Linked DNA regions of Mus musculus: regions 2, 3 and 4 are each linked to region 1. The links are chromatin contacts, called in public promoter capture Hi-C maps. All regions are on one chromosome and are shown on one strand. The core of a region is the stretch at or near the end of the contact, and the rest is flanking DNA. Distances in the headings are between cores, read along the strand shown. Region 1 holds the start of Osgin2 (oxidative stress induced growth inhibitor family member 2). Region 2 holds the start of Wwp1 (WW domain containing E3 ubiquitin protein ligase 1). Region 3 holds the start of 1700123M08Rik (RIKEN cDNA 1700123M08 gene). Region 4 holds the start of Cpne3 (copine III).

Evidence for each region. Promoter capture Hi-C pulls out the DNA fragments that hold promoters and counts their contacts.
Region 2: a promoter capture Hi-C map of pre-B cells shows a contact between it and region 1. The contact joins the promoter of Wwp1 here to the promoter of Osgin2 in region 1. A contact is called at or near these places in 2 of 39 promoter capture datasets (cranial neural crest and pre-B cells) and 1 of 484 Hi-C or Micro-C datasets (CD4 T cells).
Region 3: a promoter capture Hi-C map of pre-B cells shows a contact between it and region 1, with 3 times the contacts expected there. The contact joins the promoter of 1700123M08Rik here to the promoter of Osgin2 in region 1. A contact is called at or near these places in 1 of 39 promoter capture datasets (pre-B cells) and 1 of 484 Hi-C or Micro-C datasets (CD4 T cells).
Region 4: a contact with region 1 is called in a promoter capture Hi-C map of pre-B cells. The contact joins the promoter of Cpne3 here to the promoter of Osgin2 in region 1. A contact is called at or near these places in 6 of 39 promoter capture datasets (the C10 cell line, cranial neural crest, frontonasal cranial neural crest and 3 more) and 2 of 484 Hi-C or Micro-C datasets (CD4 T cells and uterus).

The regions. Positions count from the first base shown.
Region 1 is chr4:16,010,351-16,017,225 of GRCm38.p6, reverse strand. It overlaps Osgin2 (oxidative stress induced growth inhibitor family member 2), which reads left to right and starts at 3,338. Exons shown (of 6, transcript NM_145950.5): 1 at 3,338-3,539. The coding sequence starts at 3,496.
Region 2 is chr4:19,704,951-19,711,357 of GRCm38.p6, reverse strand. It overlaps Wwp1 (WW domain containing E3 ubiquitin protein ligase 1), which reads left to right and starts at 2,354. Exons shown (of 25, transcript NM_177327.5): 1 at 2,354-2,519.
Region 3 is chr4:11,961,025-11,967,859 of GRCm38.p6, reverse strand. 1700123M08Rik (RIKEN cDNA 1700123M08 gene) reads right to left here and starts at 1,286. Exons shown (of 5, transcript NR_040577.1): 1 at 1,177-1,286. Pdp1 (pyruvate dehyrogenase phosphatase catalytic subunit 1) reads left to right here and starts at 1,410. Exons shown (of 3, transcript NM_001098230.1): 1 at 1,410-1,558; 2 at 2,212-2,246; 3 at 5,627-6,835. The coding sequence starts at 2,216.
Region 4 is chr4:19,567,277-19,573,427 of GRCm38.p6, reverse strand. It overlaps Cpne3 (copine III), which reads left to right and starts at 3,320. Exons shown (of 16, transcript NM_027769.3): 1 at 3,320-3,427.

The DNA.
Region 1 (6,875 bases), core at 2,089-4,588:
CATGAGGTGCCTCAATTTTTGTTTTTTCTCTAATCTTATAATACTGCAAATGATGCCCACATATTGAGTTTATAAGCTATAAAACATGTAAGACATGTAAAACATGTCTCTTCTAAATTGGCTCATTCCTTCCATTTCGTTCAAGACACAGCCAACTTTAGCCCTGTTGAGTTAACTTGGGTGTTACCTGTGTAGTTTACCACAAGCCAAATTCTGCTATGTAACACTGAACAAAGAAACAAAGTTCTGACCTCCTAAACCAACTTTGTAGCAGAGAAAACAAAAAACACATTAAAATCCTGCATGTCAGACATAGCTGTAGCCTGAGTGCAGGTGCAGCTTTCTAAGTAGGCACACAGCTTTCTGTTCAGACAGCGATGGAATCTTACTGTGTGGCTTGGTAGTTTTTCTGAATCTCACCCCTCATTAGGCTTCTTTTGCTCTCTTATTCTAACCCTTATAAAATATGATGTATGAAGTTATTTTGATCTTTTTCTGTAAATTCTCTGCAGCTGAACTGGATTGTTGTACTATTAACAAAAACTTTAAAAGGTTTACTTAAGAGGGAAGCCTCTTTGTTAGATTTCTGTCCCTTAAACAAACCTGAAGTTTTGTTCACCTGAAGTCTTTTTTTTTCAAATTTTTATTAGATATTTTCTTCATTTACATTTCAAATGCTATTCTGAAAGTTCCCTATACCCTCCCCTCGCCCTGCTCCCCTACCCACCCACTCCCACTTCTTGGCCCTGGCGTTCCCCTGTACTGGGGCATATAAAGTTTGCAAGACCAAGGGACCTCTCTTCCCAATGACAGCCGACTAGGCCATCTTCTGCTACATATGCAGCTAGAGACACGAGCTCTGGGGATACTGGCTAGTTCATATTCACCTGAAGTCTTTAATAGAGCTTCCACCCCCAGTTTTGTATGTGATCATTGAAGTGACCACACAGTACTTCCTGTCTAGGGCCAAAACTGAAGAGAATTTTAGCTTCATCAGAGATAGGCACAGCTGCTTATGGAACCAAAAGAGCAATGATCTTGATGATTAAAAAATCTGAAAGGGTTTCTACCTTCAAACTATAAAATAATACCATTTCTAGACTCTCCTCTGGAATGTTCTGAGTATTATATGACCAAATTATTGGCTTTTATAGCATGATCATTACTAGGTTTGCCCAGATGATATAAAATGCAACTGTTTGTTTTGAATGATTAAAAAACTTGTTTGTAGAAAATGGGAAAATACACTATCTTGGCTCAGGCTGCTGTACTGCCAGACTACAGATCAGAAAGCTTAAACACTAGGAATTTGTTTTCTTACAGCTCTGACACATTCAAACCATTAGGGGCTGGAGAGAGAGCTCAACTATTAAGAACATAATTGCTTTGCAGAAAGCCAGAGTTGGGTTCCAGGAACAGAGACTGGGGAGCTCCCAACTGCCTCTAACTTCTGTTCCAGGATTCTTCTATAACCTCTGTGGTTTCTGTATGTATCTGCACTCACACACTCATTTCTGCCCCATAACCTCTGTGGTTTCTGTATGTATCTGCACTCATGTACTCATTTCTGCCCCTCACACCCGGTACACGAGAGACCAAAAATAATTGTTCAAAATACATTAAATACAAACCAATGTAAATTTGAAATCTGGTGTTTTTGTTCTGCAACCATTGAAAAAACAATATAAATGAAAAAATTCCCTACAAATTAAAACAAAGACCTAATGGGAAAAGATGTATAAAGGGATAGTGGTATAAATATTAGAAAAAGCATAGTCTTATACATCACATTGCAAAAAACCACAGCTTTCCTCTTAGACAGAATAAGAAGACATTATTCTGGAGCCATTTTTAGTGGCTATAGGCCAGGAACAATTTTAACTACCCCAAATTCCATGTTCCAACTGGAAGCAGTTCTGTGAAGTTTCACAGAACAAGAAATCAAGGTAAGTGTAAAATCCATTGTTATAGTTTATTAAAGCACGCCAGAGAGACAGGTACAGCAAGATGAGGGAAGTGTTACTATAGTCTCAGGGTGTTATCTTATTGCATTCTTAGCTTTTGGTTGGTGGAAGCTAGTGGCCTGTTTAGTCAATAGATTCCAAAAAGTTTTTAATCTTCTAGTCACAAGACGTTAGTTCACACATAGAGTTGGACAAATAGCTAGTGTTCTGCAGTGCTAGATCTAGCCTAGATAAGGTAATTAGCCTCTGGATGGACCTGCAGCAATCCAAGCTTCCCACTATAATGCAGTTCTAGTCAATGTCTCGGCAGACGCAGCTTCTTCTTCCCTTTCTCCTTCACAACTGTTAACACATTAAACGTAAAATGAGCTCATACTGCCATTATTTTCAAAGAGGAGAAAAACAATTTTTAAAATCCGGTGAATACACCTTTTAGATATGGAATCCTGGAGGCACGCTGAGTTCTTTCTTTTTGAGACAGGGTCTCTCTACAAAGTCCTGGCTGTCCTATGTAGATCAAACTAGACTTGAACTCATGGAGATCCACCTGCCTCTGCTTTCCCAGGGCTGAAATTAAGGCATGGGCCAATGTTCTGCCAGGATGAGTTCTTTTAAAAAATGCAGACTCCAACCAACATTCTTAAAGAGAATTTCTTTTAAAGACATAAACATACAAGTGTTTTAACTGCTCCCCTCCGCCCCCCAATAACGGAGATGGGTGAAGGCGTTGTCGGAGCAGATTAATTAATTAATTAAGGTGATTAATCGCTCTGACAGTGTCCACCCTCACCTTTTAACTTTGGATAAATACCAAGTTGGATGCACTCCCTGTGCTGACTCAAAGACACCTGGAGAGACTCAAAACATCTTTTCTGGCCCAGCCCCTTTCCCCACTAGTCTCTGCATGGCTGAGTGAGGCCTTGCCCAGTCCGGGGAATGGTGGAGCGGCGCTCTTTAAGAAGGGAGGCTGAACATGGCCAGGGGGAGCGCCAGGCGAGCGGCCGGAGCACCTAAGGTTTGTGGGAGTCTTTGGGTGGCCGCGATGCGGGGGCCGAGGCCAGATGCACCCGAGACAGTGCGAGGACGTGAGCTCAGGTAGGTTCTCGCGGCCGGACTTCCCTGAGACCCGCAGGCCTGAGGTAGAAGCCTCCCCTCTTCTGCTCCGCAATCCCAAGAGCGGGCACCGAGAACGCACCCCGAGCCCCGAGCCTAGGCCTCGTGAGGACCCGGACCGCAGCGCCGCGGCCCTGCGCATCCCTCTCCGTGGACCCGCCCCTCGCCGCGACTCCACCAATCGGCGGCCTCGTCCACGCGCCGCACCTGGTGGGCGGAGCCGCGCGTCGCCGTCGCAGCGCCCGGTCCCGCCCCCAGCGCGGCGCTCATCACTCGCTGCGCCGCCCTGCCGCCGGCGGGGAGGAGCGGAAGCCGCTGGCCGGGGACAGACTCCCGCGCCTGTGAGCCGCGGTGCAGGCAGAGCGCGCGCCGGGACCAGCCCGCGGTCGGCCCTCCCGGAGGACGGCAGCCGCTCTCCATGCCTGTGTGGTGCTGCCGCTGCTCCCTGGCCGGTCATTTCAGGTGACTTTCCCCCCGGGATGGGTCGGAGCTGGCTCTGCAGCGTGTGCTCCTCGGCCGCCGCCCGCTGGGCCGGCGCTGCTCGGAGCTCCGTGGACCCCGCTCTTTTCTTGTCCCCTCTTCTTGTTCCTGGACCGCGCGGGTCACAGGACGGCGAGAGTGGCTAGGCCGGCGGTGAGTCGGTTACATGTAAATGGTAAATTTGAAAATCTGTGAAGAGCCTCCTTTGAATTTTTGATCTTTTAAAAATCTAATAACATAAGTTACTGGCTTGAAGGGAAGTGGAGAAGAATGTGTCATGTAGTGACAGTGGGTCGTGACTTACTAAGGTATGAGTGATGTAAAGCCATGTTAGAATGGAGAAATTTAGGAAGTGGCAGTTTTATACTCAAATTATGATGAAAGTTTCTTACGGTGAGAAAAACAATAGTTTCAAAGATGAATGAACGTATGTTCTAGATTCAGAACAATTGACCAACACTTCGGGGAATTACAGAATAAGATCAAAAGTACAAGAAACTGGATGGGATGAAATGTTACGTTTAGTAAGGACTCTGGGAACTGGCTTTACATGTGTGAATGTTACAGAATAAACTGATAAAGACTTGTTTAATAGAGGCTCATAGAATTTAGGTGAAACATTAACTTGGGTGGAAAGGATATTAATATCATTTCTAAAAATACTAACATTGCTTTCTTTACTAATGTGAGCCACAAGTCACAGTATTTGTGACTGTCATCAATACAAATCACAGAGCTTATTTTATGTGATATAGATAAATGTCGTGTGTATTTAATAACCTTCACAGAAGAGGTTAAAAAAGAATGTGAGGTGCAGAGAAATCAGACTCCTGCTGTAATAGCAACGACCTAGGTCTGCCCAACCTCCTGAGTTTGTAAGGAGACTTTAAATTCTAGATCTAGAAAAGTTTTATGCCAAAGACTGCTGGATTCTATGTTCTAGACAGATTGTTGTGTATGTACACATCGTCCACTTTGAGTATTGTAAAAAGCAGGCTGGAGTGAAAATTTGAAGCCTCTTGGGGAGCTACATTTCTTTTAGAAAATAACCCTCTGAAAGTCTCCTGACACCTTTGGGGTACTGTTGAGCGGTAAGGGGAGAGCTTGGAATTCTTACTCTGAGGCTATGTGGTAAATACCATCCATCCTCTTATCTCTGTGCAGAGAAATTTAGGGGAGGGAGTGAAAAGTGTTTGCTACAGTTTAGTGTTGGGAGAGAAGAAACCGTGTTTGCTACATTATTATAGTTAAATGTATCATTAGAGACCTTTTAAGAGTCAAGCTATAAGAAGTACTGCTTCCTTGTCTTCCCCCATTCATTCAGCAGCCTCAAGTAGCATCCATGTGTGAGTGCATCTCCATAAATGTTGGCCAGGCTGATGTCCAGATGGGAAATGCCTACTGGCAGCTCTACTGCTAGGAAAATGGCATCTAACCTGATGGCCACATGCCAAGTGACATGATCATTGGGGAAGAGATGACTCTTTGAGGATCTCCTTCAGTGAGACAGGCACTAGCAAGCATGTGCCCTGGGCAGTGATCGTAGACCTGGAATGCATAGCTATTGATGAATTGCGCACTGGTACCTACTGCCAGCTTTTCTACCCTGAGCAGCTCAGCTCATCACAGGCAAGGAAGATGCTGCCTATAACTGTGCCCCTGGCAACTACACCATTGGCAAGGATATCATTAACCTTGTCTTGACAGGACTCTCAAACTGGCTGACCAGTGTACAGAGCTTCAGGGTTTCTCCTTTTTCCATGGCTTTGGCAGGGGATCAGGCTGTGAATTCATCTCCCTGCTGATGGAGTGGCTCTCTATTGGTTATGAAAAGAAGTTGAAGCTGGAGTTCTACATTACTCAACCCCCCAAAGTTTCCACTGCTGTAGTTGAGCCCTACAATTCCATCCTCACCATCCATACCACCCTGGATGGAGCACTCTGATTGTACCTTCGTGGTAGATAATGGGGCCATCTGTGACATCTGTTATAGAAATCTCAACATTGAACACCCAATTTACACTAACTTAAATAGGATGATAGGTCAGACTGTCTTCTGTCACTGCTTCCCTCAGATTTGATGGGACCTTGAATGTTGACCTGACAGAATCCCAGACCAATCTTGTGCCCTGTCCTAGAATCTACGTCCTCTGGCCACTATGCTCCTGCCATTTTTGCTTAGAAAGCCTACTACGAGGAACTTTATAGCAGAGATGACCAATGTCTGCTTTTAGTCAGCCAACTAGATAGTGATCCGTTGGCGTCGTAAATACATGGCCTACTGTACGGCAGAGATGTGGCTCCCAAAGATGTCAGTGCTGCCATTACCATTAAGACCAAGTGTACCATCCAGTTTGTGGACTTGTGCCCCACTCACTTTTAAGATTGGCATTAGTTACCAGCCTCCCACAGTGTATCTGGCCAACAGAGCTGTGTGTATGCTTAGCAACACCACAACCATTGCTGAGGCCTGGGCTTGCCTAGATCACAAGTTTGATCTTGCGAATGCAGAGCATGCCTTCATGTAGTGTTATGTTGGTGAGGGCATGGAGGAGGGGGAGTTCTCAGAGGCCCATGGGGATATGGCTGCCCTAGAGAAGGATTATGAGGAAATTGGTGTGGATTCTGTTGAGGAGAGAGGGTGAGGAAGAAGCTGAATACTAAATTAAATTTCACAAAGGTGCAACTTTTACAAGGAAGTTTATTCTGCTTCAACTCAGAACGTTGTAGTCTGGGCATACAGTTACTGACTTTAAACATGAATAATTTGTCATAGATACAAGCTGTCCATTTCACTGATGGGCTTTAAATAAAATATTCCATCTTAAAAACAAAGCAAAACAAAACAAATAGAAATCTAATAGTACTAGTTGCTATTAAGGCAGATTTTTGGTTTTGTTTTGTTTTAAGAGCTAGGAAAGGTTGGTGTCTCTTAACAACTTTGTACTATTCTGTGGTAGTGTATTGTATACTTAATGTAACTTTGTACTGTCCTAGGGTAGAGCATTAGATAGTGTAGTGTTGTACTATCCTGGGTAGTGTATTGTATGGTCAATGTAACTTTGTACTATCCTGGGTAGTGTATTTGGTACTTAGTGTAACTTTGTACTAGCTGGGGTAGTGTATTAAGTTCTCTAAATGAACAGAACTGATGGAATGGTTATTAAAGGAATGTAGTAGATTGGCTTACATGGTCCAGGTAGTTCAACAAAGGCTGCTTCAGGCTGGATAAGTGGCGAATCTGATAGTTGTTTAGTCCATAGACTATGGAGCTGGATATCTCAGCACTCCCAGGCTGGGACTGGATTCCTGAAAGAT
Region 2 (6,407 bases), core at 1,105-3,604, 3.7 Mb before region 1:
ACTTTCAGAGCCCACAGAAGCAGCTTAATTCCTATGAAGAGTGATACAAAAAATGTAAATATCGAATATAATATTTTAAAGTATAATGTCAACACATTTTTTTTCATGGATCAATGCAGTCTTAAAATACAGTTTACAGTGGGCTTTGCTTGATTTTTAAATGAAAGGAGAGGCCTCATAGGTAGTTTCTAAGGTCATGAAAGTGAGACTGTGTCTGCAGTGGCCAAGCTGTGCTTTGATCCCAGCAATGTGTCTCCTAAGCCTACACTCTCTCTGCACGGCACCTTGTTCATGTGTTTCAGGGGGGCTAAACTTAACGCGCACTCTGTGATTACCTTGGCAGGTTTAACATGAGACAGTAAACAAGGACAAGGGAAATGATTGATGAGAAGATACAAAGAACGGTGTTCACTAGAAACTACAAAATATTCAACAGTAACACATATTTGATGTTAGGCGTCAACTTAGGGCATAGGAGAACCTAGGGGCTTCTCTTGGGGCCTTAGGGAAAGTCTGAACCAATGGAGGAGTGAGAGACTGAGACAGGAAGGCAGAAGGAGAAGTCTGTACACGCTCTGGAGAAAGGCAGGCCCCTGTGAAGAGCATTTTGAAGCAGCTAGTACATTTATTTACAGAGATCTTACAGGGGGGAAAAAAGGGTCCAGGAAATGTAAAGGCAACACAGTTTAAACACACAGCCAAGTGGACACATTCAGTAATCTCCTAGCACTACAAATAGCATATGAGCTTGAAGGTGCTCTGAAAAGCACGTTGTCATAAGACCTGTGGACAGGTTATTACTGTGCCCAATGACCTTAAGCATTAGAGTGACATGATGTTTGGTGTCCGCTGGAAACTTGACAGAATCTAGAATCACCTGGGAGATGGCCTATTGACATTGCCTTCAAAGGATTATCTTGCTTCTGGTAACTGAGGTGGGCAGGGCCATTCCATGGGCTATATGCAACAAAGGCATGATAAGCATGCCTCTCACTCTATTTCCTCACTTCTGGTTTATTGTGACCAGCTGCTTCAAGCTCCGGTCACTAGGTATGAGCCAGCGTAAACTCCATTTCCCTTAAGTTGTTTTGGACCAGTCATTTATCACAGCAAGAGGAATAGGTTGAAGAAAAGTAAAATTGTCATGTACATTTTTGAGAGATTTTTGTGCACCATAGGCATATGCCCCTAACTTATATGTAAAATTAGGGGCTAGTAACTAATGGACCAGAGTGGAAAAGAATGAACGTTTGTTCATTCAAGTGGTATTTACTGAGTCCTACAAATACTCATGGAGCCTTAGTGTTCTTCTTGGTAGACTACTTTTTTCTCTTCTTCAAAAGTTGCAGCAACAACGGAGTGAATCAGAAAGGTGGTTTAATGTTAACAAGATATTTAGAACAGAAATGTTACAAGGTGATTAGGCTGAGAACTTGTTACCTATGGAGTAGTGAAGTTAAAGGTGTCACAGGCAACAAGAAGCCAGGATTCGTGAACTTTTCTGACAAGAGAACTAGTCGGCTCTGGGGTGGGTTTAAATTAATTTGTGAGGTCTAGCTGAGGTGTTTGGCTAAATGTACTATTTATTCTGGAAGAACTTTTGTTCTTTCTCTGAAGTAGAATGGCGGGCCATATGGTGAGTAATGTGGTCATTACACTGCAGTGTGACCTTTCTCGCAATGTAAATTACCAACAGCTCTTTTCTAAACCAGTTGACTCATTGTGTCAAAGAGTCAAGAGACAGCTACCTTTCAGAATTACTGTGTCCATTAACTGTACGAAAAGGGATATATGCACTTGCTCAATCAGTAGTAGCTTTGTCCCTGGGCCACTGTGGTGCCAAGAGAAAGGAACAATTTCATTACCAACACAATGGTCTCGTGTGACTACCATTACTAATGGACCCTAAATCAAATATTAAAGCGAGGTCAAGGGGTTTTCCTTCGCAGCCTACTTTGGCTGCGAAAGCACGGACGTGCCTGGAGGGTCTTCCCTGAGGTTATGCAGGAAGCTCTGCAGCTGACTGAACAGACCAGGTAGCTGCTGTTCACAAGTCACCACCGGCTTCCCGGCGGCTGCCCCGCCCCCTTTCCGGCTCTGGCTCCACCTCCTCTCCCTTATTGGTTGGCGTGCCTCTCCGCCTGACCGCCTGGAAGACCCGGAGGAGCGGAGTGGCCCCTAGGCGGGCTGGGCGCGCGCTCGCTGCGCATGCTCGAGGGCAGCTGGATTCCCGGTCTGGACCAGAGGCTCAGAGCGGCCCCGGCGGGGAGGCGCGCCCGTGCGCGGCAGCGGCAGCGGAGTCGCGAGCACGCTGCGCGCTCCCGAGGAAGGGAGGTGTAGGCCGGGGTGGGTGGGGGGAGGGCCGGGTGTCGGCGCGCTTGGCGTGCGGGATCCGAGTGGCTGCGGGCGGCCTGAGCTGCCCGGCCGACGCCTGCTGCGAGATGGCGATCTTGGGCGCGGAGGGCTGAGGAGGCGCCGCCGCGGTGGCTGCGGGCCCCGGGAGCCGCAGCTTTGCGCGGGTAAGTACAGCGGGGCTCTGGAGGGCGGCCGGGCCGGAGTTCGCCGGGGTGGGGTCGCCGGGCTTGCCCCGAGCTGGCCCTGGCACCGGCCTGTGCGGGTGACACCGGAGCCCGGCGAAGTGGCTCGGTGACTGCAGTGCTCAGCCTCCTGACCGGCGGCTTGCTGGCGTCCCAGCTTCCCCGCCTCAGAACTGCTGCCCTGACTTTCACCCGGATCCCACCGGCGCGAGCCGGGACGCCAGCCTCAGAACGTCCTTTTCTGACACGTTTTTAGCATTCAGCTTTTTTTTTTTTTTCACTGACTCCGCACCTCCTCTCACCAACAATCTTAATCTCCACCTTTGGTGACCTGGTAGGTTCAAGTGACCTTGCAAAATTTTCTAATCCTCATCTCGTGATTTGGGTCCTTTTCCTTTAAATCTTCTTTTAAAATGTAGTATTGTTAGGATTTGGTACTTTGCCCGTCGCCTTTAGCCTTTACAGTCCTTAAATGATCAGTTTGTGGCTTAGGGCTGTATGGCTTTCTACTCATCGGTTTGGAGTTGTAAGTTCTTTTGCTCTAAGCGATTCCTCTTCATTATTACCAAAAAGAAGGTGTATCTATTATGCTTTTGAAATATTTTACTCGTCCACCATAAAATATTTCACAAATGTCTGTGTTTTCCCTGTTAATGTTTCATCTTTTTGTGTGCATAAAATTGAATTCCTCCCCCTAAAATGCCGCTACTTAGAGTTATGGAAAAAAATGCCAGAGTTACCTTCCCACTCCCCATTTGGTGTTTTTTTTACCCCTGATGAAATACCCTGTTCACAGTTGTCTGTAGGTTTCTGTAAGAGTTTTTGCTTATGTATAAATCCACTTAACATGTCTCACCAAGTCTGTATGTAACTGCTAGTAAAACTCTCCTTTTAAAAAAGACATTCTTTCATTTATCTAACTTCCTTGAGCCATAAAACTATGTGCTTAAGCTGACTGAAAATTACCATTTTTTAAATAACTAGTTAACATTTTAAATTCAAAGATAATGTCCAAGTGTTGGAGCTGTTGAAATTGAGATGCTTGAGAAATGTGACTTAGCTCTTTGAGACATAGATTATTAACATTTCCAAATAATTCTTCACGTAAAATGTAGAGCTGCTTTTAAGACACTGTACTTTTGAAACCCAGGGCATGGCTGATCAGGTCTCTTGCCTTCAAAGAGATGGTAATCTCTTGAGTTGGCTGAAATTTCTGTTACATCCTTGCACAATTATTAAGCATCAACTGCATGACAGTGAGGTATTTGGAGGTATATGTAGATCAAATGGTTAGCAGCTTCTGTCTTTGCAGGCTATGGAGGAGGTATGTGTGTTGGGTTATATACCGATGCTCCTTTTATGTCCCTGTGAATAAATGGCAGGATCTCACTACAAAGCCCAGTCTGGCCTTGAACTTGCCATCTTCCTGCCTCTGAGGTCATAGGTCTATGCCACCATGCCCAGAATACCTTTGTGTGCGTGTGTGTATGTTTCATAAATATATAAAATTGTCTCAAGTCGAGTTCAGAGAGGGTACTTCTTACATGAGTTAAGGGGTTTTGTATTTTGAGGACTCTGGACTGAAGGGTGGCATGAAGGATGACAAGAAGTCAACAAGGAACTGTAGTTCATGTAGAGGACTCTAAGAGGGTTTGGATGGAGTCTGCAGGATTTCGGATATAGGGTAAGAAAATTTGAAATAAAAACCAAGACCAGTAACAAGGTGGTTTTTCTTTCTTTAGTTTTGTTTTGGAACAGGTCTTGCTACGTAGATGTGACTGTTCTGGAACTTGCTTGCCCTGTGGATCAGGTTAGCCTTGAACTCAGAGATCTACCTATCTCCCTCTGCCTTCCCAGCCTTAGAATTAAAGGGTTCGCTACCACTCTTGGCCCAAGAGTTATTATTAAATTGAGATGAATTTCAGGTTACTAGACAGTGTGGGGCCCACAGGAGATTGTTGAGTTTAAGAAACAATTTTACACCTTGGCTTAGAAAAATTAATCTAGTGGCATTGTGTAGTATGAATTGAGGTAGGAGGAACCTGGAAATTCATAAATTACCCCAGGATTTCCATCATTACAGATAGCAGGGGTCTGACCAAGTGGAAAGGACAGGAAAGCAGGATAGAATTTGGCAATCAAGTTAAAGTTAAAATAATTGCCAAGATGACTCAGTGGGTAAAGGTGTTTGCTGCCAATCCTGGTGACCTACACTTGATCATAAAACCCCCTTGGTAGAAAAGTAATCTACTCTCCAAAGTTGTTGTCCTCTGACCCTTATACTTGCACAGTGACACAAACACATCCTCTTCCCTTCACAAATTTTTTTTTTTTAGAAGTCGGGGTCTTACTGTGTTGCTGTGGCTGCTTTGGAACTCACTGTGTACACCAGGCTGGCCTCGAACTCACAGAGATCCACCTGCCTCTGCCTTCTGAGTGCTGGGATTAAGGCGTGCATCACTATGCCCAGCTGAAATAATTGTTTTTTTTAAAGTTAAAATAATGATTCTGACCCATGTCCATCGGGAAAGTGATGGTAGCATAGAAGTGTTATCTTTAGCAGGCCTGTATGATGTTCATAGGCTTTGGGGAATTACTAACTAAAGAAACTAAAGAAATCTATTAATAGGTCATGTGCAACCATGCTTTGTGGATGTGATTTTAGGGGAGTCCATAAATTACCTGAAGCTCTTGCATGAAACCCATAGGCTGTCTGCTGTGCTGGGGACAGCTTTTAGAATTACTGGAAAGTTAATAACCCTCACTGTGGAAGTACCTAGAGACAGTAACCCACTGTATGGTGGTTCACGCTTCTCAGAGAATTTTATCTATTATATTGCGTTTAATTTGTTGTTATATCACGGAACAAAGTTGCCCATGAGTTTAGCTCATCTGTTACAAGGCTCCTTGTGGGTGGTCATATAGAATCTGGAGTTTGTGAGCATATAGAATCTGGTGGTTTTCTTTTTTCTATGGAGAGAAGAGCACAACTAATTTGCTGTTGATTGGATACAGTTAATGTCTTATAAGTTAAGAATTAGTGGTTCCAGGAGACTCCTTCCAGTTAAGGTTTTGTGACTCCTGGCAGTTAGGTCTTCATTGGAACCTCTGCACTCATCTTTCCTTTTGTGTATTTGAGAAGTAGTGAAGCTGAGGGGTGCTATGGGTGGGTGGAGGACAGATAGCAGTATCAGGTCAGACATGTTAATTATTACTGTCTGTGTGGCTCCAGATTGGGGATCAGGGAAGAGATGGCAGAGGCACCACCAGTGGGGGAAGAAACCTGAAGGGCACCTTAGACTTTTCTGGTCCTCTCTGCTTTAGGAATGCCTGTCCTTCATACAGGAGGCAGCATGTGACGGAAGGAGTCAAATGAGCATTCATTTTCAGTCAGTTTTCTAGGAAGGATTCAGTATTAATTCTCACTAGGGTAGTTAAGGCATAGTTTGGTTAGTAACGGGTTGACTTCTCTGCACCCATATAAACTTGTTTCTTTGGGAGAAGGGATGTCCCCCTGTTATTTGGTTTCTTTTCTAATTATAGAAACTTTGACTTCATAATTATTGGAAGGACTAGAATCGGGTTTTTTGTTTTGTTTTGTATTTTGGTTTTGTTTTTTGTTTTTTTTTTTTTTTTTTTTTTGTTGTTTTTTTTTTTTGAGACAGGGTCTCACTCTGCAACCCTGGCTGGCCTAGACCTCCTTGTGTGGACCTTGAACTCACAGAAATCTACTTTGCCTCTCAGGAAGTGGGACCAACAACCTGTGTTGGCCCACCTGGCAGAATTGTTTTACTTTTTATATAAAAGTATGATGTAATTATAATGAGCAGTGGAAAGCTCAGGAAACTACCCATTATAAACGGTGTCCAA
Region 3 (6,835 bases), core at 37-2,536, 4.0 Mb after region 1:
TTGATTGTTGTTAGGAGAGGATAAATGTATCTCTTCTCCAAGAGGGGAAGGCAGGGGACTGATGGGGATCTTGGCTTGTTTGTTCTTGGTTGGGGAAAGGTACCTATATTTTCCCCCTCACCAATCATCTCTGCCCGTAAGCCTCTTCTGGGGATGAGCAAATTCTCCAGTTTAGAAATAGAGGCAGCTTGAAAGATTTGGGGAATTATGAATTGCAGGTTTGGTTATATAAGGTTTTTCCTTTATTACATAAAAATTTAAATACTTCAGGATTAATAAAATTTCACAGTAAACTTGGGAGTTCATCTATCTAGTCCAAATTACTTTGTAAACTTTATTAGTTAATAAGGTGTAGAATAAATCAACGTAAACTCATTAACACTGGGCAGAAGCATAGCTTCTCCCAAGAAAGTTTCATGTCATGAAGATGGCATCTATGTGGATGTAGGTAAGTGAAGAAGGCACTGTCCCATAAAGAGACAACCGCAGATGGCAGCAAGAACCCTTAGTGTGTTGTTTAGCACATCTTAAGCCTAACCTCACCCCACAGATAGGCAAACTGAGTCTCATGGGAGGAAGATGGATTTTTGTCACTGGGAATAACTTGAAAGGCTCTTCTGACTCCAAGTTCAGTGCTCTTCCCACTTTCACTGGCTGCATTTTAAAATTCATAACTCTGAATGAGTCAGGGACCAAGGAGGGAATGCTGATTTCAAAGTCCTTCCAAGAACAAGAGCACTCGTGTTATTCTTATCTACAAAGATAAGAATTCCTTCATCAAACTTCCTTTTGCTTTTGTTTACAGCTTCCTAGCCCGGAGACATAAAAATAATTGACTATCAATCCGACCTAATAACCCTAAAATCAGCAACTTGATCTTGAATGAATGAAGCGAGACACCGCCGAGACGCTCTGCCACGCCTCAATTGTGTTGTTCCCGCGGTCTACCTGGGGCAGCCCAGTGCAGAGGAGGCTTGGCTCTCAGGCCAGCCCAGAGCAGCACGCGGGGCCCAGCAGAAGTGCCAGGCATTCGCGAAAGCCCGCCCGCCAGGAAGCAACTGGCTACCAAAGCGCCACGCGCTCAGGGATGCTGGATCCCGCCCAGGCGCTTCCCCATCTGGGAGTCCAAACGCAACCCAACCAAGGCTGTCCACCTCGCGGCACGCGCAAACCCACCTTCACCAGCAACAGGGCGTGGTCACGGGGCGCGCGCACGCGTGGAACCAATAGGCTAGCCGCGCCAAATGGAAGGGATTGTCTGACCTCCGTGACGTCACAAAACTGGCGGGGAGCGCGCCCTCTTCCGCCCCCCGCCCCTCTGGCCCTCCGGGTCCCGCCCACCCGCCATTGCGCAGCCAATCAGAAGGCGAAGAGCTCAAGAGCGCCTGTGGGGGCGGGGCAGGGTGGAGGCCGGGCGAGGCAGGGGCGCGGAGTGGGCTGGCCTGGGCCGAGCTGCAGCGCGCCGGGGTGCTGCGTGGTGCTGAGTGAGGGAAGGACGCGCACGGAGGGGTGCGGCCGCCACCCGGGGCAGACCGCAGCGGGTGCTCGACTGTGCCCGGTTGGTATCCTCGTCCACCGCTGCCGAGTCGTGAGGGGGCGTCAGGGCGGTGAAGTGGAGGGCGCGCGTGGGGAGCGGCCGCGGGTGGAGGGCCGGGTGCGCGCGGAGCCTCGGTCGCGAGGAGCTGCCGCGGGTCCCGGGCGGCACCCGGCTGTCAGCGCGCGGGGCGCCCGCTGTGGCCCGGGCGTGTCTGCCTCGGCTCCCCGCTGACACGCTTGGCCCCGCGTGGCGGAGCCGGCTGCCCACGGCGGGCTGTGCCTGGAGCTCTGCGGAAGCGGGCGCGGCGTGGGGCCGGGCGGGCCTGAAGATGCTGAGTGCTTGTGGGCTCGGTGCGCTGGCTGCATGGAGCGGCGGCGGTGCGCCTGTCCGGGCTCCTGGAGTTGCCCGCCGGGGGCTGTGATGCCGCCTCGCCTGCCGGGTGGGTTTGTTTGGTTTCTTCTTCTCCCCTCCCCTTTCTCCCCCCTCCATTCTCTCCTCCCCTCCCAGCCCATTCACTGGGCTGCTGCGAGACCTCGCCCCTCCTCCGCTCCCGCCTCCCCGCCGCCGCCTCCTCTAATGAGCATCTCTGCTTTGCTTTCAATGGGCCGCTGCTGCTGTCGCTGCTGCTGTCCGCGCGGGTTGTGGATGTTGTCGGCTCCGTGTTGTGATGACAGGAGAATGTGTGTGTGTCCCGGGCCCAGACGAATTGGTAGGTATTCACATAACTACCTGTGTTGGGTACCCAGGGAAGGATGGTGACTGATTTTGTGTATGAATGGATGGCTCTAGGGGTCCTCATGGAATTAAAGGGTGAGATAAGGAAAAGGAGACAAAGGCGCTCTGGACCAGATTTTATTTTTATTTTTATTTTTTGATAGCTTAAGTGTGATATTCTGGGACACACGAAACTGACCAAACAAGTGCTGGTTTGGTTCTTTGTGTTTTAAGGATAATGGCTTTTCTTCATTCTTGTAGACACTGAACTTGAGCTGTGAAATGGCTAGGCGTTTCCAGAAAATGCTGAAAAATTACAAATCTTAATGCAGGGCGTTTAATGCAATCAGATTACATAAACGGAGGTTCTGATACGTGTAATGAAAAGTGTAGTATTTATTTTCATTTGCGTTAGAATCTTTGCAAGACCGAGAAGCTCCAGAGTAGGCGCACCAGTAGCATTTTTCTAATCGATTTGGTCCATGGGTTTATTGATTAAGTGGAATAAAATCTTGACACAGGCTTTGCCCAGCACACCACAAAGAATGGATGGGGCTCTTTCTGTTTCTGGTTCCGGCGCGCGCACCTTTTTATTACTCATTGGCAACATCAGCCAAATCTGCCCAAGACTGATACGTACAATGTTGCCAAGTGTGGGCCATGATGGTGTATGAACTTTAAAAAATAAATAAATAAAAAGAAAGTGAGATTGCTCAAGTTAACCAACAGCTACTTTGAAATTCTTATTGCCTAATCAGGAGGCTTCTATTTTGTTAATTTAGCAAGTTTATCAGCACAGAGTGTTGTTTTTTTTTTTGTTGAATTACAGGGTGTTTAGAAGGATATTAAGAATTTTCATCTTCCTTATACATCATGTCAGAAGCATTTAATAGTGTATTGACTTGTAGCTGTCTCTGGTCGGATGGAAATACTATATAATTGGTACTGACCTGGTAGAATGCTTATTAGTTATAGAGCAGGTTTCCATGAACTCAGCTTCCCTAAGAATATGCCTTTTGAAAGCATGTTAAGAGATGAAGAATTGGAATGCAATCATATGCTAAGCTCTGAATAACTGAAAAGAAAATAATTGAAAAAACTCATGCGTACTCTGTTATTTTGACGTTTAATCTCAAATACTTTTGCTGTGAAGAAAAAAGATGTAGTGTTTGAATTTAAATATTCAGAGCACCTGCTGCATGAAGCTCTTTGTCACCAGATTTCACTCATTTTTAATCGACTTTAAAAGCAGAAAATCTATCAAAACACGGGAACTTAAGGAAAGGGAAAGGGTCCTAGGCTTCTTATGCCTTGAGTAGATGTTTTTAAATGGTTGGACCTTTGCCATCACCCCCACTCTCACATTGTTTTTAAAGTAATACAAACTTACAGATGTCTGAAAAAAATGTACTTCCATTAAAATTGCACTTACATTTTAGTTTCTAATGATAACATTTGCAGCATAAAAACAGCTTTTTGTGCATACATGCATGAAAAAGGTATGGGTTTATACCCACAAGCTAGTGTGATTGGCATATTTGTACACATCTCCTGGCTCAGACATGTACCCTTAACCTTTGGATGACATTCAGGTATTCAGTTTGAACTGTTATTTAGGTGGTTAGTCCTGGTAAATTTTTTGTTGTTAGAATTTTTTTTTCATTTCAGAAGCCTTATTTATAGACTCTAATTCCAAAATTTCTAGTTCTTGCTATTTTGTACTTTTGTCTTTAGAAACAAATCTCTTCTTGGGTAGTCTAATACTTTACTACATACGAAAGACATTCTGTCCAACTTGTATATTTGGTGCTCTCTACAAAAGCAGACACAAATCTGTCAATTTCCAGTGTTTGATTTTTTCTCTTCCCTCATTTTTTCTTTTTACTTCCTGAATGGCCTACCAAAAAGTACGAGAAAATTGTTTAATATAAAACTAACACTGAGATACTTAAAATTCTATCCTTAGTAGATTCTGCTTTTGAAAAAAAAATAGTTGATAAGAAGATTTGTTTCATTTTCCTTTTTTGTTTATTTAAAACAGTTCTAAAGTGTTTCTTGTAATTTAAATGAATGCATGAGACAATATCTTAGGAATTCAGAGAAAATGTGTTACTGAAGATTCTTTTTTTCTTGTATACATTATTTGCAATAGAGATACATGCTCATCTAAATTTTCTAGATAAATGCCTATTGTAAAATACTGTTTTAAGGATACTTATAATGCTATTCTGTTATAATCTAGACCTCACGCTTAATTTATGGTTCTTTGTTGTTTTCCTATAACAAGTAGGTATCTATTTTTAACCAAAAGAGAAAACATTTCCCAAGGAATGAATAGAGATCTCTAGTAGATAAAATAATATTTCGGTAGCTTGCATTATGACATTTAAACATGGGAAATAATAGCAGGTTAGTTAACATCTGAAACAGGAATCATTTGTTTCCAAAAATCAGGTTTATAGCTACAAGAATACTTGATTTTTTTTTCAATCACAAATGGCGCAGCAAAATTCAGCAGTGAATCAGTAAACCCTATATTTGATTTCAAAGCCTCAGTATCTCAAACATTAAAAGCATGAATTCTAAAGAGGCATTAGAGTTAGTCTGCTTGCATGTATTCACTTAAGTTTAGTGGGGAAGGTCCCAGAGAGGTGAAATGTGTTTTCCCAGGATCATTTGGCGAAGAGCAGACCTCTCCTTCTTTAACTTGCTAAGCTGGCACAGTGGTATAGAGAAGGAAGCTTTACAAGAACATCCATCCACTGAGGTTCAGAAATGCGGGAATTTCTGTTTCAGTTTTACTATGTGGAAAATGTTCTCTAGAAGTTAAAATAAACTTTGCATTAACACAGTGGTATATTTATATAATTTACCAGTAAGATATAAACATGGCTTTGTTGAGGATTTATCAGTGCTTCTGGTGATACCATGTGTAATCAAAGGTCAACAATTGACCACAGGTCAAGGAACAGATCTTCATAAATAGTAGAAGTAACTGTGCAAATGGGAGATCTAAGGCCCCTTTGAAAAAGCATAGAGAGGGAGAATGGTGATTGGGCAGGTAGACTGCTGCGGCACAGTGTTACATAACTTCCTGATCTGTGTTCTCCAGCCAGATAGATGTGTATGCTGAACAGTTTGTACTGCACATAGAAATACAAAAGAAAGAGAAAACAGAAATTTAACTGTAGTTCATTCCTGACTTCATGAATGGTTGAACATTTTAATTACCATAAAACACCCTGTAGAAATTAACCTAGCATAGGGATTTTATGTAAATTGCCTTAGGAAATGTTTTCTATAAAGCACAGCTTGTCAGATAATACAGAGTATAACTTTTCTTTGTGTGTGTGTCTGTCTTAATTTGCTCTCTAGGAATCCCAGTCAGAACGTCCAGTCTGCCACTGTTCTCTGATGCCATGCCAGCACCAACTCAACTGTTTTTTCCTCTCGTCCGTAACTGTGAACTGAGCAGAATCTATGGCACTGCATGTTACTGCCACCACAAACATCTCTGCTGTTCACCACCATACATTCCTCAGAATCGTCTGAGGTACACACCCCATCCTGCATATGCTACCTTTTGTAGGCCACGGGAGAACTGGTGGCAGTATACTCAAGGAAGGAGATACGCTTCTACACCGCAGAAATTTTACCTCACACCTCCACAAGTCAACAGCATCCTTAAAGCTAATGAATACAGCTTCAAAGTACCAGAATTTGATGGCAAAAATGTCAGTTCCATTCTTGGATTTGACAGCAATCAGCTGCCTGCAAATGCACCCATAGAGGACCGGAGAAGTGCAGCAACCTGCTTGCAGACCAGAGGGATGCTCTTGGGGGTTTTTGATGGTCATGCAGGCTGTGCTTGTTCCCAGGCAGTCAGTGAAAGACTCTTCTATTATATTGCTGTTTCCTTGTTGCCCCATGAGACTTTGCTAGAGATTGAAAATGCAGTGGAGAGTGGTCGGGCACTGCTACCTATCCTTCAGTGGCACAAGCACCCCAATGATTACTTCAGTAAGGAGGCGTCCAAATTGTATTTCAACAGCTTGAGGACTTACTGGCAAGAACTCATAGACCTCAATACTGGAGAATCAGCTGATATTGATGTTAAGGAGGCTTTAATTAATGCTTTCAAGAGACTCGATAATGACATTTCATTGGAGGCTCAAGTTGGTGATCCTAATTCTTTTCTAAATTACCTGGTGCTTCGGGTAGCATTTTCTGGGGCTACTGCTTGTGTGGCCCATGTAGATGGTGTTGACCTCCATGTGGCTAACACTGGTGATAGTAGAGCCATGCTAGGTGTGCAAGAAGAAGATGGCTCTTGGTCAGCAGTCACACTCTCTAATGACCACAATGCTCAGAATGAAAGAGAACTAGAGCGTCTGAAACTGGAACACCCAAAAAATGAGGCCAAGAGCGTGGTAAAGCAGGACCGGCTGCTTGGCTTGCTGATGCCCTTTAGGGCTTTTGGAGATGTAAAGTTCAAATGGAGCATTGACCTTCAAAAGAGAGTGATAGAGTCTGGCCCAGACCAGTTGAATGACAATGAATACACCAAGTTTATCCCTCCTAACT
Region 4 (6,151 bases), core at 2,071-4,570, 3.6 Mb before region 1:
ATTAAAGGTATGTGTCACAGGTAGAGCCATACCACAACTAGAAACAGATTTTTTTTTTCAGGAAGTAACACAATCTTGGGGTTCACAATATGATCAAATATCTTACAACACCTTTGCACACTGAGGCTCTTGATATGATTTTATCTGATTATTGGCAAGATATGACGATTTTGTGTGCATGTTTTTGAACCCAGGACCTTGAAAGTATGAGCTATACTATCAAGCATGTAATGGGATCTGTTCAAGAAGAAGATTGAAAGAGCTGGTGATGTAGCATGTTGGGAGAGTGCTAGTATGTAAAAGGCCTTGGGTTTGATCCCTAACCCTGTTAGAAAAGTAAATAAAAGGAAGAGCCTGGCAAACAGACTATACTATCTGCTATCTTTCCCGAGTCTTGTGGTTCATTCCCTGACTCCTCTCCCCCTCCCCACATACCATATGTGTCTATCTCACTCAGGTCCACTGCCTTTTCTTACCCTACAATGGGCCAAAGGCTTCCTTACATGATATTTTCTCTGCCACTATTCCTTCATATTATACTATCAGATGCCATCTTCCTTTCCTCATATGAGTTCATATTTCTTACCTGGCTCATTTCAATTTATCTTTCCATTATCAGTGTGTCACTTCCTCAAAGAAACTTCTCCTTATTCCTCCTAAATATATTTCCATTTATTAATTCATAATTTGACTTTTGCAATGGTTTGGACTATATTTTGGAGGAACTAGTAACATATGCCTTCATTATGCTATAATCTCAATGACTGATTTTTTTCAATTATACTAGGGTTAAATTTTTTTATACTTTTTCCATTCATTCAATAAATGTGTATTGTGTATATGTAATGGTAGATCTCAAACCCTAGACAAATGGCTAACTGAGATGCCCATTTAACATATCAGAGCAGATGCTGGTAGCCAGGTTCTCAGCAACTACCTATTACAGGCCATCCTGGCTGGCATACCCTCCCCCCTACCCTACTATGCATCCTACTATGCTCTCCCTCATAGTTACAGTGGGCCTTCTCCACTCACACCTAGCAGCACCATGCCCCCTCCCTTTTTTAAATATAATATACCTTCTACCTTCTAGTAATCAGAAAAGTAGAAACACTTGTAAGATACTTAAGTATATGTACTGATAGATGGTGCAAAATGCCAGCTAGGAAGGTGAAGGAGAAAGGGCTACAGATGTATTTCTGTAAATGTTTGCAATTCTATTTTAATTTTCCCCCCTTTCAATGTCCAGTACTGAACACAGAGCCTTGTTTGTGCTAGGCATTTAGTACTTTATAACTGAACTATGACCTCAGCCAAACATTGCAATCCTAACCTGGATAATGGCCAGAGAAGGCTTCACTCAGAACTTTTGAGTTAATACCCAAAGAAGCGAGTCATGAGGGGTGTTAGGGACACAGCATTTTGTGTAGAGTAAAATAAACATGCAAATTTTTGCTCTGGAAAAGTAGATGGAAATCTATGACCATTAGGGAAGAGGAAGTAAAAGGTAAGGGACAATGATAAGTTAGGTGGCTAGCAGTGCAGTTTCTCTTCCCACTGTAAGGATTTTGAATGTTTGCTTTATATGACTAGGTCATATCTAATTTACATCTTATTTTGGATCCTTCTATGTCCAAAGTAGACTAAAGGTGAGCATGGTTGACCTACGAGAGGCAATCTCTTGAAGGAAACAAACTCACTTTCTCCCAGCAGTTTTCAGTTGCTACTACATTACTAATATACAGCTAAGAGTGAGACTTTATACCTATTGCCCCTCTCCATGCTGAGAATTTGTCCAACCTGAGCTTTTGCAGGTCATTCCAGGCTGTCAAAGTTGCAGTGAGCTCACATTTAAAACTGCCCAGAAGACTCTAGCTCTTACATTCTTTGCTTTCTGTCTTCTTTAATGATCACTGCTGGGTCTTGGAAGGAGGGGGCATGATGCAACTATCCCATTTAGGGGTATGCTTTCCTTAGTCTCACCCTCTGTGCCTTGGACATTTGCGGGACTCTGTTCACCACGGCTGCAAACAGAAGCTGCTCTGATGAGAGCGGAGAGGTGCATTAATCTATGAGTTTAACGAAAAGCCATTAGGAGCTGACTTGATACTCTGTCCATTGAGCAGAATATTTATAGTAGATTCTCCCCTGGGTCTGTGACCTGCCTAGCTGTTGTTTTTGCCTCGATAATAGTGCCAGGTATGGATTTCATTTTGTGGAGTGGAGTGGAACTTAAATCCAATCAGAAAGTGGTGAGTTATTTCCATGATATTCCTGCCACTATTGCACAAAGGGCATGTCTTTCCAGGCTGCTCATCACTGGCGCTCTAGGGTTCACTGCTGGGTAAGACTGAGATGACCTTTCTCCTCTGGAAGCTTACATATCACATTCCATTCTTTAGTCCTTTCTATTGAGTGTCCCCCCCCCCCCCCGCCTTTTTCCCCTCACCAATGTAAGTGAAGTAACTTTTGTAATACTGTTCGTTTGTCTTTGTTGATTTTTATCCCATTTTTTTCCAGCAGATATTTTAAATTTTCATTCAATAGAAGGATGTGACTTTGAGTACCCATCACCATAGGCATTTTGAGATTAGCATAATCTGATGACTTTAGGCAAATTGAACAACTGTTTACCTACCACATTTCACAGTATTTTCTTGCACCATTCTTATGAAAAGGCACGTGGCGCTAAACACATAACAAAGCTTTTGTGACGACCAAATAAAATAAATATATATTAAATAAAATAAGCATGTAAAATTACTCTGGGAAGGTGTACGCTCTACAGAAGGATGCTTAAGAGCTGGCATTTCACACTATTTCCTTGTCCAGATCTGTTTTCTTTCTTTATTTTTTTAAGGTTTATTTGTTTTGCTTTGCATGTATGAATGTTTTGCTTGCATGTTTGTACACACACACACACACACACACACACACACACACACACACATACACACACACCTGCCTGCTGCCTTGGGGAGATCAGAAGAGAATGCCAGATCCTCTGGAATGTGCTAGATGTTTGTGAGCTACAAACCGGGAACTCTGCAAGAGCAACAAGTGCTCTTCACTTCCGAGCCCCCCCCCCCTCCCCCCCAGACCAGATCAGATATTTTACTGCCTAAAGTCAATTACGGGTTTTGTAAGAATTCTTTAAAAGGTCAGCGGGTTGAGGCGCAGCAAAGAAAACTGGGAGTGAAAATGGGTTGAAATGGGTTGGGCAGCAAGCTCCCTATCAAAAGCAAAACTTCACCTTGGTCCCGCCCACAAGCTCCGCCCTCGCCCCTCCGCTCCGGGACTCCGCCCACGAGCCCCGCCCCTCCGCGGTCCAGCCCTCAGGTTCCAGTAAAGCCCCTGCGGTCCTGCCGCCTTGCGGTGCTCCTCGCTGGCTCTCCACCCTCACTCGACTTCTGCGGCGATATAGCACGTGAGTGCGTGACTTTTCCCAGCTCCGGAGCCGTGTGTCCCAGCCCAAGCCTGCAGCCTCCCGGGAAGCGGGCCGGTCCCGGGCGGGAAGACTTAGGGCCCTCAGGCTTCCATGGCCCGTCCCTCCGGGCCCCGGGCGCTGGAAGTGCTCCGTGGGTTTCCGGTGCCCACTCTGGGGACTCCCGAGTGTCGCGTGCTGGGTCCGCGGCCCGTGGAAGTCCGGGGCTGGGGGTCAGCCTGGGGGCCGCGAGCGCCTCCTGGGCCTGCGGCTCGCGCACCTGAAGAACCCTGCCGGGGATCCGCGGGCCTCGAGTGGAAGGGCAGGGTGGGGCGAAGGGTTACAGCCCCGAAATCTCGGTCCCGCTCAGCGGGGAAAGATTGGTGAACCAGACGAACCGGTCGTGTGGGGGAACGGTGGAGGAAAGGCTGCGTGCTGAGGGAAAAGGTGCTACTGAATTCGGTGCAAAGCTGGGCCTGGGTGAAGTCCTAGCAAGCTCCTGCACCTGTGTCCAGGGCTTTGGGCTCACTGCACACGCGACGCGAAGGAAGGGCAGTGCCACTTACTTGTTTTGCAGTCAGAAACTTGAGAGCATAGTGACCGTTAGTGTTGGCGCTAATGCACTTGACTGCGATCAGCTTTTGTTTCTTTCTGTTGTGTTTGTGGCCGCCAATAATCAGAGGGTGAAGTAGGATTAAAATAACCAGTGGTTTGCAGTGACCCACAACCTCTGTGTTAAGACCATTTTTATATATAGTTAGCTCACAACAAGCATAAATGCGACTATTATCTTTTTCACTCCTCAGGAAACTGGAATTAATTTATGAAACTTGGCACCTCTGAAAGTGGTAGCATTAGGTTTCGATTGTGGTCTGTACTTTTTTTTTAATACTTTACGATTTACAAAAGTAAGTGAATCTTATTTCACAAGAAAGGCAGTGACTATCTGTCTAGTTTCAAGTATGTTCTGAGGTTTTGTTATCTGTCTAACCTTTGGGTGGGATGCCCAACCCTTTATGGTGTGTTTCTACATTTGTAAAATGGATATAGCACTGATGTGTCAGAGTGGTGAGGGCTAAATAAAATGTTTGTAGATCACTCATCGAAGTGTCTGATACATAAATAACGATAAGATAAATGATGATGGTAGTTGTAGTGACAACAGTGGATTCTCAGAATCTATCTGCTTTTCAACACTCCCCCTCACCCTGCCCCCTCTGTTTTGAGAATATTTTTTAAAAGGCGGCCCCTTTTGGCTGATGAGTTGAAAAATGCACCCCACTCGAGCCTGAAAATCTAGTGCCTCATCTCCAAGATTGGACCATGCAGAAGCTCTCTTAATGAGACAAAACTGAATTTCTGGTTTTTAGATTAAAACACGCCTGGCACAGGAAGGGAAGGAAGTACTGTCTTTCAGAATCTCTTCTCTGATCTATCCCCTAAAGCTGACGTCTAGAATTGGGGGAGCAAAATTATTCATTGCCTCCAAAGGCATGTTGATAATTGGACATCTCTTTTAATTTTACTTGAACATTTATAAACAGTGATCTATAAAATAAAGCCTTAATTCCAGCACTCAGGAGGCAGGGTCAGGTAGGTCTCTAAGTTTGAGGCCAATCTGATATGTAGAGGGAATTCCAGGACAACTAGTGCTATATACAGAAACTCTGTTGGAAACCAAAAACAAACAAACAAACAAACAAAGGAAATTAAGATATTTTATGGGGCTGGTGACCGTGGTTGGTGTAAGGGAACTTGTCTATCAAGCTGATGACCTTGGGCTTAGTCCTGCAACACTGAAATAAACAAATAATTAATTAAAATATTTCTTAGCATTCTTTACAGTGACATTTCTTCTGCACCTGCATCTGCTCAAGCACTCAGCTCATATTGTCTCTGTGCTCTCTCATCTCTTCTTATGCCTTGGTTCGTGGGGTTTTCTTTCTTGCTGTCTTTTGGTGCTGTCCTCAGATTCCATTTATAGTTGTTAAACTACCTCTTTTCCAAAAATTTCTTTCACTAACGGTGAAAGATAAGTTAAGAAAGATAATGTTGGATGTGAAAAATGATTTCATGACATTTTGACCTTTAAATATTCAAAATGAGGCACAATTCTTTGTCAAAGTTTGATCTTGCTGGTGGATCTTTTAGAAAGAATCAATACCACTTCCATTAGTTCTCAGCCTCTTGAGGAATCCATTACACTGTTAGGTCCTTTCTGAGGCCTTTATGTTACAGTCTAACTTCCTTCTAAAGTGGTTTTGTTTTGTTTTAATGTTCTTGATTTGTTTTGTAGATACTGCTGCCTAGGTTAAAGTGTAAATGAACCAGGTAGAAGACCTCTAGAAGATTTGTTAAAAGAGTCGCCAAGAAAGAACTTAAATGACCACTTATCATAAACTTTTTAACATTAAGTTTCATACTGATAAAGAAGGGAACTTATATACACATTTTGATAACATTCTGATAACAAAATTTAAACCATAGCGTAGCTATGTTATACTACACTGGCTTAAATGTATTTGAAAAAGGCTGGGAATAGGGTACAGAGATTTTTTTTTGGAGAGGCTTTTCATTCTCATAAAGAGAATAAAATATAACAGCTCAGCTAAAAGGAATCATAACCCTTAAAAAGACATGAAAATTAACAGTACTACGATCATACCAATTTCTATTAGATAGAACATGAATACAATTTCTCTATGAGAAGGAAATATTACACAGTTT